2 separate regions of the Mus musculus genome follow, and region 1 is linked to region 2. The links are chromatin contacts, called in public Hi-C maps. All regions are on one chromosome and are shown on one strand. The core of a region is the stretch at or near the end of the contact, and the rest is flanking DNA. Distances in the headings are between cores, read along the strand shown. Region 1 holds the start of Pex2 (peroxisomal biogenesis factor 2). Region 2 has its middle 60 kb from the start of 4930555M17Rik.

The links. Hi-C and Micro-C count contacts between places; a contact is called where the count stands out from the background.
Region 1: a Hi-C map of rod photoreceptor shows a contact between it and region 2, with 4 times the contacts expected there. The contact joins the promoter of Pex2 here to the enhancer-like site in region 2. A contact is called at or near these places in 2 of 484 Hi-C or Micro-C datasets (the HPC-5 cell line and rod photoreceptor) and 2 of 9 other capture datasets (adipose tissue and liver).

The regions. Positions count from the first base shown.
Region 1 is chr3:5,570,408-5,577,781 of GRCm38.p6, reverse strand. It overlaps Pex2 (peroxisomal biogenesis factor 2), which reads left to right and starts at 1,534. Exons shown (of 4, transcript NM_001267715.1): 1 at 1,534-1,744.
Region 2 is chr3:5,451,753-5,458,320 of GRCm38.p6, reverse strand. No RefSeq gene overlaps it. Among named protein-coding and RNA genes, the nearest start is that of 4930555M17Rik, 60 kb to the left of the region's middle. Within about 2 kb of position 4,645, at least 9 of the 459 cell types and tissues checked have an H3K27ac peak or open chromatin away from gene starts, as enhancers often do. A contact at or near this core is called in rod photoreceptor, where this site is marked.

The DNA.
Region 1 (7,374 bases), core at 285-2,784, 120 kb before region 2:
ATTCAAGAGCAGGTGATCTTTCCATTTGAGTATCTAGGATGAAATTTGTCCCTTCTGCTTGGCAGAAAGTACCTTCATTCCTGAGCCTTCTCCCTGGTCCCATTTTTATTTTATTTTTTTTTAATTTCACCTTTGTCCTCATAAAAATCAAGTGAACTAGGCAAGAAAATATGCAGTTGTCTTCCCAGCACATAGCAGCTGAGACAGAAGTGCTTTGAGGCCAACCATAGAGCTACATTGCAAAAGCCCGTATCAAAAGCAAAAAACACCAAAACCTAAACAGTCTATCACAGCCTACCTTGGGCTACCTTCCTACACAACTAAGTCAAAGCCTTGCTCTTCAAAGAGAATTCACTATTTTGAACAACAGCTCCCTACATAATAATAGGAACCCCATTACTTTAAATTTTTTGGAACACTTTCAATATAATGGCCAATGCATCAAATTGATGAGTATTTTGTATCCCTTTAAGCTGTCTTAGAATCGTGTCCATACCTTACAGTTAGAGTAGGCTGTATTTCAAACCAATCACAAGAAGATAGTGGTCACCATGGGGTGGGTATACTGGTGCATCTCTAGACACATCCCTGCAGTCCCTATCTGTATTCCATACCTACTGTAGCAAACTGGAGCTCCTCCTACAGTGTTTTCTACACTGTCAGGTTACTTGTTAAAAAGGGATTTGTTTGCTTTCTTTGTCTTCCACCCAATTTTGCTCCCAAGTTCTCCTTTAATATACTCCAGATACTAAGGTTTTTTTGTTTGTTTTGTTTTTTTAAAAACACACATTATTTAAAAAACAAAAAACAAAGAATCAGAATTGTACTGAGTGCATGATTCTGAGGTTCTTATTACCGCCTCCTTTATGCTGTCCATGTGTCATGCACAGAACTCTGATGCTCTGGGTAATTTCTGAAACAAAATACAATGAAAAGTTTTGGGGCATTGGAGACAATTGTATTTTTGTATCACTACCTCCACGAGCCTGGGGATGCAGGCGGGGTTGGTAGCATTAAAAAGACTTTACAACTTCGGTAGGCTCTACCTGATTTCCTAAGTACCTCCCGACCAACCCACCCAGCCAAGGCCATTCTAGCTCCTTGTCACTGGCCTGCCTCCCATCGGGTGGCCTGCAGCCTCTGCCCCAGTGGCTGCCCGATGGGGACCTAGTGTGCTGCCACACATCTGGGGACAAGGTCAGACCGACAACCGGGAGGACCCAAGGTCAGTCCCCGGCCCTCAGGTGCGCAGGCGCCGGGTCGCCAGCCGGCGGCACTTGTCCAGCGGCCGTCAGCGGCGTCCTTGGGCCCAGAGCCTGCCCGCAGAGCCCAGACCTCCCTCTGGGCCGGGACAGCAAAGCCTCTTCACGCCCGGCCCTGACCCCGCGCTGACCGCTCGGTGACGCTTCTGCCAATCAGAGGCAGCTTTGCGGACCAATCCCAGTGCGTGGAGTGTCCTCTTGGGCGTCTCTTCCCTTCGTCCCTTCGTCCCTTCGTCTCTTCGTCCCTTCGGCTCCTCGGCATTTTCCGTGGCCAGGCCTTATCCGGCTTTCCTCAGACCCGGTGTTGCTTCTGGGTGTAATTCCCCGCTCTCTCTTCAGCCACTTCCGGGTCTTCCGTCGCTCCGGAAGCCCGCAGATTCCGGAAGTGAGGGCGACCCAGATGCGGCCACGGAATGCCCAGCTTTCCGGAGATTGTTTGAGAAACGGCCGTGCGGCGCCCGGGCGTCCCGCAGACCCCGCAGGTCAGTGTCCGCTCGCAGCCGCCCCGCCGTAGGGCGCGCGGGCCGCACGCTCTGCGAGGACGGCGTCGCGAAGCTTGCCTTGGCTGCAGGCCGCGGTGGCTCAGTCTGTCTCGGTTCCGCAAAGGCGGTAAAGCAAGCCAGACGCCTAGTTTTCCTCTAGTTTAACGCTGTCACGCAGACAACGCTTCTGCCTCTGCACGCCCCGCGGCGACGCTGCAGACAGCCCGGAAAGCGCCTCCTCGCCTTTAGAACAGTACTAGATTGAGTGCTTTAACTCTTAAATAAGAATCTCTTGTAGTTTATGAGTTTTTCAGTGTTTTGGACTTTCAACGTTTCCAACAGCCCATTCTTGGTCTTCGTGGCAAGAGTTATGGAAGGTTTTCTTACAAGTTAGTTTCTGACTTACATTGCAATCCATTGGTTTGCTATAAGGAATGTTATAATCATTTCTCTTCTTTGTGGGGAGTCCTTAAAAGTCTTTGTTGGTTCAGTAGTTTATTCACGTGCCATTTTTCACACAGCAACACTTAGCAAAAGAACTTTTCACGGATTGAAACTTTCCCAGACTATCGGTTTCAAATATTCTGTGGGACCCTTTGCCACATTTTTCATCTTGATTATTTTAGATAATTGGTGTATGACTAAGGACCCCCATCCCGACCCTTACCAGTTTGTAGTCAAAACACCCTCCAGGAATGTGTGGCCTTTAGTTAAACCTGAACAGAATGGATTTGGAGTAGCTTCTTTCTGTTACTGTCTTGATCCTTTTTGTACTATCAATTACTTGTATCCAGAATGAGGAGAATTGAAAAATGAGTCAGAATTAGTAGGAAAAAAGACCCTCCCCCTTTTTTTTCTTTAAAAAGTAAAGAAACTGAGCATACTAGGCCACTAACATGAAAAGAATTAAGTTCTAGTCTTGATTATAGTTTGCTTCTGCCCAGCTCTACCTTTTGGACTAATTCTCTTCTTTAGTAATTAGAGGTAGCACTCAATCTGTGGCTTTAAAATTGTTCCATAAAAGAACTTTTGTAGAAATTTCCTGAAGCCATGCAGAGGAGAGACAAAGCAAGCCGGCTGTCAACTGTCGTTTAACAAGCACAGCTATTTATATGTTCTTTTACAACAGTGTTCCTGTAAGGATCTAGTTCACATCTTGGACCCGATGATCTGACTTGCTCCTCAGCATGAAAATTCTTCTTAGCACAATTGTTCATTGTTTTCAGTATGCATTCATCCGGTTATTCTGGCATCCTAAAGTTATGTATTCCTTATTTTTAAAAGGGACAAACATGGCAATGCTATCTTATTTTTTAAAAATAAGAAAAGTTTAATTCTGTCTTTTTGATCACTCATAATTCCCATTTCCCTTCCTACTGAATATCCTTGTTTTGTTTAAATTGAAGGTCTTCAAAGCCTTTGCATTAATTTTCTGTTTGATCCATTCAATATCTGAGCCTTGAAGGTATGTGAAGACTTGCTGGTCATGCCTTGTCTAGGAAAATTAGGGATCTAGCACTATATGATCTGCAGGGCATTAAGTAATTTTCAGGTTCCTATAGTACAAAGAAAGTCTGAGCTGTATCAGTTTTTATGTCAGAACCAACGTTCATTTGAGATTGCTTGCACCTTTCCCCCATTCTTGGTGAACCTGGTTGGACAACAGGAATGTAGGCTACGTAGTCCCTGTCTTCTTCCTGTGAAGTAAAGGTAACTTCTAAGTATTCTGTGGCCCTCCTGCGTGCCGTGAGAATGTGAGAGAAGCCTTGGGGAAAGCCTCAGCTGCTCCATCTCTCCTTGACTGTGAGCCTGGCAGCGATTTCAACTGAGTTTTATACATGGTAGTGGAGAAGGGGAGAGGAGTAGTCATCTCCTGGCCTTCCCATTGTGGACTGTGTGCCTTTCCAGCCCATTTCCTTCAAGACAGTCAAAAGTCCCTTTCTATAATGGGTTTTTTGTTTCTTGGTGGTTTTTTTTTTTTTTTTGTAGCTTTTTTTTTTCCTGTATTTATTATGTATTTTTATCAGAGCTCAGATTTCTTTCCTGAGTGAGTAAAGATAAAATACCACCCAATTGTCTTTCCGTCCTTATTAAAATGTATCAACCAGGAACTCCAAAGTAATTCTGTCTCTATCTTGTCTAACCCTTGTGTTTGGAGATGTGTTGGCATAATATCTACCTTACATACAATTCTGTATTCATAATAAATGATCAAACCACATTTTTTACCCAGAGAAGACTCTTTTTAGATTTGACATTCAGGCCCTTTGATTGAGTCCCTGACGGAATGTATAGGGGAGGGAATGTGGATGGGAGCTTGGGTGATTTACCACATTCCTTTAATTACTTTCTTCATCTGTAGTTTGGAGAGCTTAGTTATGAAATCTGTCTTTTGAATGATCCTGAGGAACAACAACAACAACAGCAAAAAAGCTAAGTTTATTGTCTACAAATTTTGGATTGATTACCAGCAATTTATTAATTGTTACTTGACCTTAAATTATATTTGTTTTAAAAGTAACATAATAACAGCTACTGTTTTAGACAGATTCCAGGACACAAAATAAAGGAAATATGTAGTGTCTGGTACAATTAGGTTTTACTTGGTAATTTCTTGTCCATACTTGATACCTTTTTGTTCATTTGGGGATATTTTCCCATTCTCTTTTACCATAAAAATTGCAGTTAAATCTATGTTCTAATAATTTTGAAGTCATTTGAAATTCTTCTCTTAAGCAAGTTGATCCAAAAACTCCCAGAATTTCTAGAATACTTTGAAGATGTGCTTTCTTCAGGTATTTCACCTGTCTGTGCGAATGCTTAGAATCGACGTTTGCTGTAGTTGGTGTCTCTGCACTTTAGGCGTACATAGCCTTTGAAAATAATTCCTGCAGTGTGTGCTCTAGTGCCACTTTCAAGTAGTTATACTGCTGGGCCATCATCATCTTGTTGGTATAGGGCACAGGACAGAGCATACTCTGCCACTTCTAGCATGGTGACTTTATAGTAGTTATTAATCTTTTAAGTTCTAATTTTTGTTTTAATTTTCCTATAACTGTCCCCTTATCATATATCCTGCTATATTTTCTTTACAGCTTTTTAAAGTCAGTTTTATATAACCATGTCTCTGATTGGAAAGGGGTTCTTGTTTTCTATCTGCTCTTTTCAAACTTTGAGAAAACACTTCTTGTAAATTACAATTTTTTTTGTTTACATTTTTTTTCACCCCACCCCCCCCACCCCCACCCCCAGGTAATGAGGAATGTGTTGTAGTAAAATGACTTGTGCAGAGTCTCTTTGGCATGCCATTTCCTGTGTGCAGTCAAGCATGTCTTTAGTGTTGCAGTATGCCCCTAACCTAACCCTAACCCTCTGTATGATGTAAAAATAGCAACTTTCTGAAAGAAAAGAATATGTGAACAACCGCTGCTTTCTTAAAAAAAAAAAAAAAAAAAAAAAAAAAAAGGTGAGGTTAAGTAAAGGTGTTAGAAATTCTGTTTTAAGGTTTTAAGATAGTGTTTTAGTTAACCTTACTTACTGAAACAAGTGCACAGTAGCTAAAATAAGCAAGGACTTTGGTGGGACATGTTGTGTGTAATATGAATTTAGTCTTGAAAGTTATACCTTTTGGGTTTGGTTTGGTTTCTTTGGTCTTTTCAAAGAGGGGGAAATATATACATATGTGTGTTTGTGTATCCATATCCCTTCCAGTAAGGAGCTTATCGCTACTCTCTTTTGTGAGAACTCTATTTTTCATACATTTTAGAAAAGACCGAATTCAATTAAAAACAAATTTGAAGACCTAATGTCCACAGTTTGAAAGTTTTATGTGTCTTGTATGTATCCAAATGAGCATTATTGTGACTTATCAAACTGACTATCTATAAAGTATTGAAAGTAAATTTAATTGTAATAGAGGGAGGAACAACAGAGTAGTTACAATTAATTTAGCAAGTCTGGCAGAAGTAGAATTAGATGGAGTTTAGCACTGTTCAGAGAGCCAGAGGTCATGGTATCCTAATGGATCTTAGCCATGCTTTACTCTTACCTATGTTTGAAGTGTACTCTGGGAATCCAGTTAAGTCCCTTTCTGATGCATGTACCATTTGTTAGTATTGATTTCAGTACAATGGACAGTAAATCTATCTGACTACACTAAGAATATCTTTTTAGATTCAAACCTTAAGGTCTGCACTTAGAGATTAGTCACACAACCTCCAAATATGAAGTTTTAACCTAAAACCTATAAAAACCTAGAGAGAAATCAAATGAACTTCCATCCACTTTGATAAATGGAATTCCTAAGACAGTGTAGCTGTGATTTCGGTCCTACTAAGGATGAGTTCCCAGCAGCAGATGGCCTAGAGATTCATCACAATTTAGAGGTTTCTGCTGACAACATTTACAGGATTGTAAATTTAAATGTAGAATTTCTGTAGGCAGTATGCATTGACAAATATGTTTAATGGCAATACATCTAGTTCTGAGGATCCCAGAACCGGTCAATAATAATGTGTATATTGATAGCAGCAATGTAGGAGATGTTACTTGGTATTATAGCTAAAATCCATTTTATCCTCTTAATCATAATTACATTAATATTGACAGGCCCTTGACAATACCCACATTATTATTGATAGATTTCTGTCAATAATGTCTTTTTAAATAAAATATATTCATTCATAATTTGTGCCACACAATAAAAGCTTTAAAGTACAAACTGAAAATTTCCTTCTTCCTCAATGAGGTGAAATCATTTGCTATGGTTTTTCAATGTATGTAGAAAATAAAGGTTTTATTTTTGGAAATGAAGATCAAAAAGAAAACAGGGGCTATTTAAGGCATGTGGTTATATGTTGCTGCTCTTGAAATATCTGTTTTCAAGATTTTTTTTTCTTTTAATCTGAAAGGAAAGCAGTGTGACATGTACCCTGATAAAATGTCAGCAGGGGACCTTTTTAACAGTTTTTAGTGCTGGGTCATTTGGTCTTAAACATCTTTATGTGACAACTTAGTTTAATTACCTTAAAACCCTGGGAGGTATTATACTTTTTATCTGTTCTTAACTTTGCCTTCAGCATCTTTCCCCTATATTCTTAAAGAATAAAATCTGTCTCTAACTTGTATATCACAATTATAATTTTAATCAGTTTTATATGCCTCTTTGCCTGAATAATAAATATTTCTTAAGATTAACATGGTTTACAAAATGAGGCAAAATATATTCGAATGGGGTGTTAAAGGTGGAATAGGATGAAACTTCTGGGCATTTTGAAAAACATTATCAATCTTTTACTGATTTAACTCAGAATAATTTCAGTTTACAAAAGCAAAATGATTGAGGTTGACTTTTTTTAGAACTCTTCAACTTTGAGTCAACATGTTTGAAACTAACTTACCTCTGCCAGGAGACATATGAAAACCCACTGATGAGCTAACCAAGGATACATTCCAGCAACTCCTGCTGAAATCGTTCTCCAAGACTCTCAGCAAGACCATAGCCAGGAGTTCACATCTCGGGTCTTTTGCACAGCCTGTTCCTTTTTCCTAAGTAAGAAAGTTTCTTATCTTTTTTTCTTGGGAGTTTTGTGGCCCTCTTCACTATTTTCACATTTTGAGACTGATTCTTT
Region 2 (6,568 bases), core at 3,396-5,895:
TCCTTCTCTCCTATCCTCCCCCCACACCACCAAAAAAATTTTCAGCCCCACCTTTCTCCTACTGCCCAATCACTGGCTCTAGCCTTTATTGTACAAGTTAAGGTGGGGAGAAGTTCCACAAGAAGTCACCTCTGTACGTGATTCGCTCCTCACCCGAAGCCCCTCCCAGGAAAGCAGAATTACCATGAAAATACAAGCAACACGAGGGCTATCCACAACACTGCCCCCTTTCTGTCTAATTAAAAGACTTTTTTATCTCAGATATAAATTGAGCACAAATATTGCCATCATCTTTGTCAATTAAATAGAACATCTGTCGTCTATCCTAACTTAAAAGACTTATTATTCTACACCTGACTCACGTCCTGGCTTTAGATTGTATGCATCTGAAAACCATTCTCTCAAATCTGTATCATCTCTCTCAGTGCTAAACAGCTTGAGTTGGCTATGAGACTACCAGTCTTCAACCCTGTCAGAAATCCAAAAACTACCAATATTACCTGAAAATAGGAGAAGCACAAAATATAGCTTCCAAAACTTAGCCAGTTTATAGAGACTGCTGAATAGTCTCTTATACTTCAAAATGAATACGTCAAATGCTATTTTCTGACAGAAGAGACTTATGCAGAATTGAATTTAGAGCCTTCATGCATCCTGTGACTTCACATTTTTATCTGGGAATTCTACTTGAATAATACTTGGGCCCTGTTCCACATTTGCCTTCTTCCTACACTATTACCTTCCTTTTCATTTTTAGAAGAAATGTATGTCACCTCCATGGTAAATTTGACTGCATCAATGGCCCTAACTTTTCTGTTGGGTCCACAGACCCACCATAGGTGAAGTGGTAGTCTTCTAATACTTCTAGTGTGATGTGTCAGGAAGCCCATATCTGCCATTCATTTAAGCCAGTTCTTCAATGTAGTTTTTTCAGTAACACGAGTAATCTGCTTTCTCCCATGATTTGTTTTGAATTTAGTAAGAAACATATTAAAATAAGAGGCCATTGTCTTCAAATACATTGCAGACTCCAAATATTTCTACAGCCTTAATAAAATTATTTTTGTAGTTTTTTGAATGTTGACTAAAATGCATTGTTCCTTAAACTATTTTGACTAAGAAGCCATGTGTGTGTGTGTGTGTGTGTGTGTGTGTGAGTTGTGTGAATTTGATCACAAAATAGTGTTTATTAAGTGCACCATCATTTTTGATATTTTCTACTCTACTTTATGTTTTAAAAGCAATGTTCATGTTTCTTAAATAAATTTTCTAATCTAGTTGGAAATCACAAGTCCCAGTTGAAAGAAATGCTAGGTCAGAACATAATCTGTTCATGTGCTAGGAGAGAAGAGACTTTGAGAACTTCCAGAGAGAGAGATGTTATATAAGAGAAAATGACATTTTGTTTCTCTCCAAACATTGTAATGCTTTGATTTGCTTTCCAAAAAGGCAGAAGGTTACTTGAAGGTGAGACGAATCTTACTATGTGGTGGATGACAATCATAAACTTACTGCTTGATCTATTAGGATCAGGATATCCAGAAGACTACCATTTTCATCTGCTTTTATGGCAAACATTGCACAAGGGTTACAGTTCTGCTTTACCTGGGGTACAGTCCTCTAAATCAGTTAATCTAGATGCTGAACTATGAGGAACAGAAGTTCAAGGACTTTAGGCTACAGAGTATATTCAAAGCCCATTTGCACAACATAATGAGAATGCGTTTCAACATAAAACGCGAAAATGAATAGGAGAAATAGGCTCACTACTAGATAGCACAGTCCTTGCCTCAGAGGCACCTGAGGTACCTCTGCATTCAGTTCCATTTTTAAAATTGTAAAGTTAGAGATCAGCAATCAGGCAGCATTTCTCTTCAGGTGGATTTTGTGATTCTCAAAAGCAAGCATCATAACTTCTGTATCTTTTGTACCTTTATCCATGTTTCATACTTGGCAGACACAGCCTCTGCCTTCTATGATAATATAGTCTAGCTGTAAAGAAATGACAACTGCCAGTAGGAAGAACCTTAGTCATATAATCAAGAGCAATATATGTCTTCAGAGCTGTGATTTGGAGACCAACCTCACAAGACGACAAAATCCAGTGAGATTAGTCAGGAAAAAATGTCTGACGGAGGTAAATTCTAAATTGACCTTTGAAAGACTGACAAATGCTTAGGGGTAAGTGGTTTTGTAACAGCTTCACTTGCTGGGTCCCAGTATGATTTTTTTTTTTTTTTGAGAAAAGCAATTTCAATGCAAAGAGAAAATATAAAACCTAGGGCAATTTTTTTCTGTAGATATGGGCTTTGAACCAGTTTTAATTTATCTTCAAAAAGAACCAGCCTAGTGGTACAATAGCATCACTAATAGTTGGAGATTGGGAGGAAATCAAAACTGGTGACTTTCAAGTCTAATACAGAAGACATTAGTACCAACTGTTTGTATTGTTCCAGGGAGGAAGCTAAGCAGGAACGTCAAAGAAATGGAGAAATGACAGACAGACAGACAGACAGACAGACAGACAGACAGACAGATGAATACACAGAGAAATGAGGTAGAATGCATTAGGCTTTCTGCTGGAGAAACCATTGTACCTCAGAAGCTCAACCTATTTGTTACATACAGTTGAGTAGAGAAATGAGGTTATTGGAGAAGGCTGGTTATTACAGATAAACAATGACTCAGAGTTTATGGCATACAGATGGATCAAGGAGACAGGCTTAGCAACTCTTAGTAGAAGCACAGGGTGTCAGTCTTCAGACTATAATCATCCATGTGGGAAGAAACCTATTGTGAATTTTTGCACACACAGTAGGCACACACTGCCTTTTTGCTTTGGGTCTGAGACTAGGGCCCTTGATATAGTTATGCTCATGTCATCAAGGCAGACTCACACTGGATGTCACACCCTCAAGTATCTCTTCATCTCCAACACAGTAACAGTGGTGGCTTTTAAGAAATAACTGATTGGATTGGTTACTGTGAAATAGGACTCAGAAACCTAAAACCCAAAGGCATATGTCCCCAACTAGTCCTAAGAAGTTCAAGGCCTCTGAGGCAACAGTTTACAATGAAGGTCAGTTCCAAGAAATGATAACTTAGTGATCTGGAGAAAGGAATGAGTATTAAGAAATTTCTTGTCGAGGTTATATGTATATATTGTAAAATAAGCTTCTTCAAATGGATATTTTTCAATAAAATCAATGTTTCTCTATATTAGATGACATACATGTAATTTACTGTTCATGAATCTGTGATATATTGGTTATCTGAATTTCATATATGAGTCTTGTGGGCTACTCAGTTGATATGGCTGACAAGAGGAAGAACAGGCTCCTGATTCCAAACCTATGATTTCCAAAGACGTGCAAAGTCTCCCTCATTCAGTATCACAGTGAGGGTGTGCTTAAATTTTACTTTATTATTTTTTAATTAAGTAATTAATTAACTAATATGTATTTATTTATCTATTTATTTACTGACCTCTGGGTACATGGTCTGATAGGGAATTCCAGTTTCAGCCATGGAAGTGTCAATCATATTAAATAGCCAGTATATAGTAATGCCAGTAATACATTGACAGAAATAGAAATATTAATAATATAGATTGTTACTAGAGTTGTGAGTAGAAATTGCTTTACATGTATCAGACATCTACAGGTGAACTTTTGGAAGTATATTGGCTTAGTTAGCTTTCATTTAATATGAATTCAGTGTATGTGGAAGTTGGAACATAGGATTTGAGTATTACATTTTCTAGAAAACTGGGAAAGACATCACAAAATCTCTACTTTCATTACGGTACACTTGTAGGCATTTGCCTTTATCTTTCTGGAATACAAGCTATTCATTTTTTAAGTGTTTCACTCAGATTTACAAAGCATTAAGAAAGTTTATTAATTACCCTTTCCTTTACAACATGCCAGAAGATTTTCTCTTTCCCTCCCTACTAAATGTATCTTAAATCCTAAATAGATTCATGGGATTAAGTTATAGGACTAATATTGGGCAGACTTACCCAGGATTTATTAGGGATGAATGTGACCAATGGAATTGGCAGCTGGAGTGTTCCTCCTACTTTCTTCCCATGTCATAAAATAACATTGTTGTCATTATTGCCTCATTTCCATAGCTTGAAATATGCTCATCAGTCTGAGCATAACTAAATAGTTTTATTAGCGGGAGGAGGAGGAAGAGGAGGAGGAAGAGGAGGAGGAAGAGGAAGAGGAAGAAGAATCAAAGGAACAAAGAAAATCTTTCCAGTTTTCAGATGGTCAGCTGACATCAGAGGACTGGCAAGTTGCCAAAGCACAACTCTTCATCTCCTCTACTGCCTCCCACACCCAGATGATGGAATAAGTCGTATTCAAAATATTTTGGGAGCCTCTTGTTGCAGGCAGGAACATCCAGTTTTGCCTACTGATGAATCCTTACTGTTACAAATTAGCTATGCAGAACTTGTCTCAAGTGCTAAAAGTGCCAGTAATGGTCATACTTTTGTCTTAAAAACACATGTCTGAACTGTAATGGTGGTGCTAATCCTGATTTATTCCTCCAAATGCCAAACCTGGAAGGCAAGGTCACAAAGGTCAGTGGGTTTCCCTTATGGTAAGCTTCAAACAAAACAAGAGAAGCTTGGCTAGAGGAGACACTGGCGGATGGGGTGACTCTAATCTTGCCCTCCTTTACCCAGACAGCCCTCTTACAGCTCAGCTGTCACCCAGGATTACTGACTGCCTTCCTGGGTGGCTGCTGCTTAGCCCCTGAAATGTTTTGCTCATTTTTTTTCTCCAGTAGAACCAACTGTCTCCTTAGAAAAAAAAAAAAAAACCCTAAAACCAAAAAATATTGCAGCCCTCATGTTAATAAGACCTCAGGATTCCCTCCGACTGAAAGCCGTGCAAGCTAGGAAGGATCCTCTTTTGTCTCGTTCCCACGTTTTACACAAGTTTTCAGTCTCCTTAATCTTTTACATTCAAAACATTTTGGTGTAGTAGATCTGTATTTAATTAGCACAGACACTTGGAAAACTAAGTCACTTGGCCTGACAAGGAGAAGAAGGAAGGAAGAAATGTTTCAAACCTAAAGATCTGACACTCCAAAGTGCAGCAGCTTAGCTACATCATCTCCCAGTTATTGAGGCTGGATATGGAAGCAATCCTACGTTTATAAAGTATTTGGAAGCAACTCCGATTAGGATTAGTACTCTACCTCATGTGAACAGGAGTTATCACATTCTGACACCATGTCCTGAAGCTGATCCAGCTTTCAAGGTTTGTGCAGTGAACTAGGAACCTTTAAACCCCAGCACCCCTTGTACTCTGGTGTACACTTGCTATCTGGTCTCCATCAGATGGCTGACCTCAATGCTTGCCAGTAGCTTCAGTGTGTGTTTCCTCTCCTGTGATTTCATGCTCTCCCTATTCACTACCTCACAGGTATCGCTATGGTAAGAAATAAACCCTGTGGGGGTTTTGAAGAAGTCACAAAGAATTCTGTCCATGCTAATTTCCCTTCGGGTAGCCCCATAACTCTCACATACTGTCAAACTGGTAGAGGCATAGACAAACGTCTCTCTTCAAAATAAAGCCTACAAAGGGAGGTCAGAGGGAAAATGTGCTTGAGCCAAACCTGAAGGCCTGAATTTAATTCCTGGGTCCCTCATCACAGAGAGCAGTCACTGAATCCTGTGAGTTGTCTTTTGACTTCTACTGGTTGAATATGTGTTCCACTCCTGTAAACTTAATAGATGCAATATTTTTCAATTATCATTAATCTAAATCATTACACCCAATCATTATGACTAAAAGTCATATTAAAGATTTGCAACATTATAAAAGTATTTTTTTAGGGTTTGGGGGGTTGTAGCATAGTGGTAGAATATGAACTTGGCATGCAGGAGCCCCTAAACTTGATCTGTGCCCAGTATCAAAGAAATAAAAAGGAAGAAAACGTTGTACAATCCCAGCACTCATGAGACTGAGGCAGGCATAATGGTATGAATTCTATCCCAATCGGCACTACAGAAGGAGACCCTCAATGAAAACAAACAAACAAACAAACAAATAGTAAAGAAAGGTAAGGAGAAAAGACAACTCAGAAAAGAATGTGTTCAGGTATATAACTTAATTAACATTAACAGCAAATGAAGATTGCCACTTTCCACTTCTCTGCTTACATCACATTACCACCACTGTCTTCTGTACATTGCCATGATATATAAGAAAAGCTAAAGCTGCTTCCCTCCTAAGAAATTAGAAAAGAATGTTCCATCAAGGATATTTCTAACAATAATGATAACAGGTATTAGATGTTTCTTTGAGTATAATCTTGTTGAACAATCTACTGGGGCTACAGTATTTCTTACTCCCAAGACCCGGAGGCAGGGAAAATGACCCTCTATCATTCTAATGTCTGCAGATGTTAACTGAGAAACACATGGGCCATTAGAATCACATATTTAGATAATGTCTGTCATTCTGTGTTTTTGTTTACTTTCTACTGCCTTGATAAAATGCTTACGAAAACCAACATAGGCAGAAAAGAGTTCATTTCAGCCTACATT